Regions from separate parts of the Mus musculus genome. Here region 1 is linked to region 2. The links are chromatin contacts, called in public HiCAR-type maps. All regions are on one chromosome and are shown on one strand. Each heading gives the region's core, a stretch centred on a gene start, on an enhancer-like site or on the middle of the called end of the contact. The rest is flanking DNA. Distances are from core to core; before and after follow the strand shown.

Evidence for each region. HiCAR-type assays count read pairs that join an accessible place to other places.
Region 1: a HiCAR-type map of astrocytes shows a contact between it and region 2, with 5 times the contacts expected there. The contact joins the promoter of Poglut3 here to the promoter of 1110032A03Rik in region 2. A contact is called at or near these places in 3 of 39 promoter capture datasets (embryonic stem cells, hippocampal neurons and liver) and 1 of 115 datasets of contacts at active chromatin or transcription factors (astrocytes).

What each region holds. Positions count from the first base shown.
Region 1 is chr9:53,382,752-53,385,451 of GRCm38.p6, reverse strand. It overlaps Poglut3 (protein O-glucosyltransferase 3), which reads right to left and starts at 1,429. Exons shown (of 8, transcript NM_212445.2): 1 at 1,166-1,429. The coding sequence starts at 1,352.
Region 2 is chr9:50,766,812-50,769,511 of GRCm38.p6, reverse strand. It overlaps 1110032A03Rik (RIKEN cDNA 1110032A03 gene), which reads left to right and starts at 1,328. Exons shown (of 4, transcript NM_023483.4): 1 at 1,328-1,654. The coding sequence starts at 1,613. It overlaps Fdxacb1 (ferredoxin-fold anticodon binding domain containing 1), which reads right to left and starts at 1,274. Exons shown (of 5, transcript NM_198675.2): 1 at 1,057-1,274; 2 at 668-824. The coding sequence starts at 1,228.

The sequences.
Region 1 (2,700 bases), core at 180-2,679, 2.6 Mb before region 2:
TTAGGTGGCTCACAAGTGTCTAGAACTATGGTTACAGCAGATCCAGTGCTCTCTTCTGGTCTCTATAGGCACCAGCTCACAAGTGGCATATACAAACACACACATATCCGAATAATCTTTGCAGAACATTTTATTTGGGGAAAAAGATTTTTAAAATGGGGGGGGGGGATCCTTACTCTCCTGCTGTAACCACATGAGTGCTTATCTGGGTTCATTTATTTATTACAGAACTGCAGATACACCATAACACGGTTTGAATCTGAACCATGTTCCACAGACTCCTGTTCTCAACACTTGATCCTCGCGCTCTCTGCTTTTGCGCGGCTGCAAGCCAGTCTAGAAACCCCTCTCAGCCTCCAAACCCGCACTCCTGAAGCTTCCCAGACTCCCTTGGACCTATTGGCAGTTCTTTAATGTTTACACCAGGCTGCAGAAATCCAATTGCAGCAACTGTGCTTTGCCCTGATAGGCAGGTTGCTTATTATCTATTTTCTCAGCAGAGTCTTAAGTTTTCGATAGGCAGACATTGCCATCCTCTTTTTTACTCCAGGATTACCATATACACGTGACTTCTAAGTACGTGAAATTCCCGTTTGCTCGGTGGAGGACGCCAAGGAGTTCTCTGCCTCTTTGCAGGCAAAACAGGACGCCAGATGGGAGCAGCCTTACATTTAGACACAAATTAGCAAATCCTGACTGGCAACAAGTTGAAACCAGCTGGACAAGTCCAGAGAAGCAATCAGATGTGGGAGGAGGGCCCTGCTGAGATTCAAGACAAGCGCCTCCCTTCTCCGGTTCTAGGAAGTTTCCCTGCTTCGCGTGGTCTGCACTGCGGGCCTAAGAAGAGTGGGCTGCTGAGGGAGGGAGGAAGGCGCGCCCTGCAGGCCAGGAAGGGCCATCTGCATCACGTGATGGCACCACTGCGCTCCGTGGGACCCCACAGGCGCCGTTTACTCTACTTACCCTTACATCTGTCACCGGGCGGGACCTGTGGCCCAGCCTTTGGAGTTAGTCACCCAACGGTCCTGAGTGGCACCTCCCGCCCCCGTGGGTGTCAGGGAGGAGGGAAGGGACGCCGATGGGAGGGGAGAGAAGACGACACCCGCAGTGGGGAGATGGCCACGTGTGGGGACAGGGACGCGCGGGGACGGCAACGGGCGCTGACCTGGCGGCGAGCTAGTGAAGTTCCGGCCGTCCGAGTCCACCGACTGCAGGAAGAAGTAGCGCACGGGCAGGACGGCGGCGGCCTGCAACCCAGGGCCCCACGCCAGGCTCCGCGGTGCGCTCACGCGCGCCCCGGCCCCCGCCGCCACCAGCAGGGCGAGCTGCAGCCCCAGCGGCAGGGCCTGCATGGTCGCCGGCTCTCAGCTCCGCTGGCCAGGGAGGAGCTGGAGCGCCGGGCCGAGGGGACACCCGAGGGCGGGCCTCTGGCTAGAGCCGCCCCGGGCGGGCCGGGCGCGCGCCCGGACCCCGACTGGCTCGTGTACCGCGCCCAGGCCTTACGCTCCTAGTCATCCCTACACTAGTTGCCTGAGTTTGCCAGTCTGGAGAAAGGCAGGGTGTGCTTGTTTTAAAATTGTTACCTCTTTTCTTTTTCTTCTTCTTGTTCTTCCTTTTCTTGTTCTTCCTTCTTTTCTTCTTCTTCTTCTTCTTCTTCTTCTTCTTCTTCTTCTTCTTCTTCTTCTTCTTCTCCTTCTCCTTCTCCTTCTCCTTCTCCTTCTCCTTCTCCTTCTCCTTCTCCTTCTCCTTCTCCTTCTCCTTCTCCTTCTCCTTCTCCTTCTCCTTCTCCTTCTCCTTCTCCTTCTCCTTCTCCTTCTCCTCCTCCTCCTCCTCCTCCTCCTCCTCCTCCTCCTCCTCCCCCTTTTCTTCTTCTATATTTTATTGTTTCTCCTTTTGAGAAGGAAGTCTCCCTCTGTATCTCAGGCTGGTTTTGAACTGATGACAATCCTTCCACCCCAGCCTCCTCCAGTAGAGGGAAATTAAAGGTGTGTAAGCCAAGCCACCTTGCCTTGTGGAGAAAACTGGTTGAGTTGGGGTTTTCCCTATGTATCTCCTACTGCCTTGGAACTCTCTATATATGTATATAGACTGGCTGATCTTTAACTCACTGTCATCCACCTGCCTCTGTGTCCCAGGTATTGGGATCAAAGGTGTGCACTACACCCAGACAGAAAAGGGTTGGAAACATGGCTTATTATAAATGCACATCAGGGTTTGGTTTCCAGTGCCACAGTGGAACAAGAGGAATAGCTTCCCTGTGAGGAATTCCCCTAGTCTTTGTTCACACACCGGCCCACCTGTTCCGTATATTTGTGATTGGCAGCCTACTACCCTGAAGTCCCTTATCTTTCGGTGTTTCCTGTGTAGGGCACTTGGGCAGCAGAAGGCAGGGTCTGGGCAAGCGTCTCAGTAGAGTTGGGCACCTATCCTTCCCTGCCCACTATGCCCTGGGCACCCCACTCCTGAGCATCAAGAGCCGGGAAGAACAGCCCCACAGCCCCCGTTTGTTCACTCTTGCTAATTATTTTTTCTTTTTATCTGAGTTTTAGGAACTAATTATTCTTCCCAGGATGAGAAATCTGGAAGAATTCATCCTGCAGAATGGGCAGAGATCTTCCTGGTAGATCTCAACCCAGAGCTTATCAGAACCAGGCCCCAGGCTTTAATTGGGCTCCTGAGCATTTTGAGCTCCGGCCCAGG
Region 2 (2,700 bases), core at 79-2,578:
ACGACAGTTTTAACTGGTAAGCAGCGAGCTAGGATTTGAACCTAGGCCATGTGACTCTTAAATCCAATCTTGTCGTCATCAAGCTATACTGACTCTTACGATTTGCATTTTTTAAAACCTTTTTGAGGTGGGCTGAAAGATTCAGCAGTTAAGAGCACTAGCTGTTCAAAAGTTCAATTTTCAGTACCCATATGATGGCGACACCAATCAGTACTCTAGTCCCAGGGGAACCAATGTCCTCTAAGGAGGCACACAACTGTTGCACAGACATGCATGCCGACAAAACACCCATATCCATATTTAAAAACACACACACACACACACACACAATTTGGGTAATGGTGCTTGCCACCAAGCCTAGTAGCCAAAGTTCTATCTCCTGGATACACGATGGAAGGAGGACCCGCTTCTGTAAGTTGTTCTCTGACCGCCACACTCATACACACACTAATTTTTGAAAAATAAACTTGCCTTTTCCTTGTAATTTATACTTTAACATCTAGGGTTATACGTAAATCTTTAAGACAAGATTATGGTTTTCTCTGGGTTTTATCTTCTTTCCTCGTGTATTCTAGCAACTTATTTCCCCAACGACAAAGTTTGTGTGCAGTGATTTGGTTATGGGAACCTGGAAACATTTTCTATGCCAGGACTCGTCTTGCCTCACCTCTGGAAAAACTTGGCAAGCAGTTCCCTGTTCTTAGCTACTCCAGCTTTTCGTCCACAGTGCGGGAAGTTGAAATAAATTCGATCAAAATCCCTATCGTCGGCTGGCAAGGCATGTGACAGCTGGGTACAGTCCACACCAAAACGCACTTCGACACCTGGCAAGGTTTAAAGGCGTGAAATAGAGACCAAAAGACGTCTTAAGATCTGTAAACCTGGACAAACACCACCACTCAATGCATGGTTGGGTTGCCAACAATGCAGCCCAGCCCAGACCTGAGCACACACGCGCATCCGCCTGAGCGCCCCCAGGAGGCGCCCTCGAGTTCCCCGCGCGAGCCACACCCTTACGCTCCGGGCGGGCCCTCGGGGCGGGCTGGGACTTGCTACCTCGTTCGCGCAGGCGCTTTAGGTTCTCTAGCGCTACCGGATCTCCCTCCAGAGCCGCCCGGTGCTGGAAGCCGGTAGCGGTAACACTGACGCTGGGATCCAGGCCGTCGATCAGAGAAGCGGCGAAGGAGAAATTCCCCTCCCCGACCAACAGGAGGCGCCGGGGAAGCATGGTCTCCTCCGGCTTACCTGCCGGCGCTCTCCGGGGCGCACATTTCTTACGTCACTTCCTTCGCGTGGGCCTCGTCTCCCTCCCCTCCCCACTCCACCCGGCACTAAGTGATGACGCATCAACAGCTTGTTACCAGGATAAACATTTGGAGCTACTGCTCGGGAGCTTCGAGCGGGGAAGTAAAATGGAGCTCTTGGCCTTGCCCCTTCACCTTTGTGCGCCTCCAAAGGCTCGTTTTCTTTTCAGTACTCGGACGGCCCAACACGGACGGCCCTGAGCGTCTTCGCCATTCTTGCTTGAAGCATAACTGTCACTAACTGAGGGGTGAGACGAGTCCTGCGTATTCCAGAGGCTCAGGACGCTGTAACTGCACCATCTCCTGACATGGCTGTCTCCTGTTCTCTCAACCACTCAACATATCTCCAGGTGTTTATATATCCTATTTTCAAGAAGTAACATTGAACGCCTGTCTTGTTCCATAGCACTGTGAGAGCAACTAGGTGTATGGATGAACTGGAAGTGGCCTGCCTGCTGTCAGATGACAAATGCACACAGCAGAAGAGGCAACTCGAATAGAATGGGGTGTGTACCCACCGTGAGTGAAGGAATTCGGGATACTATGAATGAAGCATACACAAGGGGAAGCCCTACGAAGCTGGGGAAGGGAGACATAGATTCCCTGAAGTTAGCCTGAGCTGAAAGCTAGTTGGGGGAGGGGAGCTCGTTTTAGTTAGGTAAAAAGGATTAAAAAGGCAGAAGGAACAATGTTCATAAAATCATAGTTAAAAAAAAAAAAAAGTTATGTTTGACTGGTTGAACACAGTTGGCCGGGAGACGGACTAGCAGGTGACACTGTAGAGTTAAAAAGGAAGCCAGACCAAATTGAGTGTTTTAACCATTTAATAGCCTAGACCCTATTCTGAGAATATAGAAATATATTATAGAATATAGAAAGCCACTAAATGACAGCCAGCAGGAGGTCTCAAAATGTAAAATGAAAAACTTTGAATTCATTTGAGAAAAAATGAAGCTACTTTATTGATTTGGTAAGGGCTTTTTGTCCTTGACAATCCTGATCAGGTGACCTTCAGAAAAATCAACTTTCCTCCCAAAATCACGTTTGAAAAGACAATCTAGCACTCTAACATTGATCAGATGGGCGTGTCTATCTGGAAGTAGTTAGCTAAAAACTGAAAACCAGCCACCACAATAACCAAGTATAGCCAGCTGTGGTGGCACACACCTTTAGTCCCAGTACTTGGGAGGCAGAGGCAGGTAAATTTCTAAGTTCAAGGCCAGCCTGGTCTACAGAGTGAATTCCAGGACAGCCAGGGCTACACAGAGAGACCCTGTCTCGGAAAAAGGCCAAGTATTCCATTTCTCATTACTAATGAATGATTCCCATCTCAAGAACCCACCCTGGGCTGACCTAGCTAAAGAATACTCAAAAGACCATAAAAAAATGTAAGGAT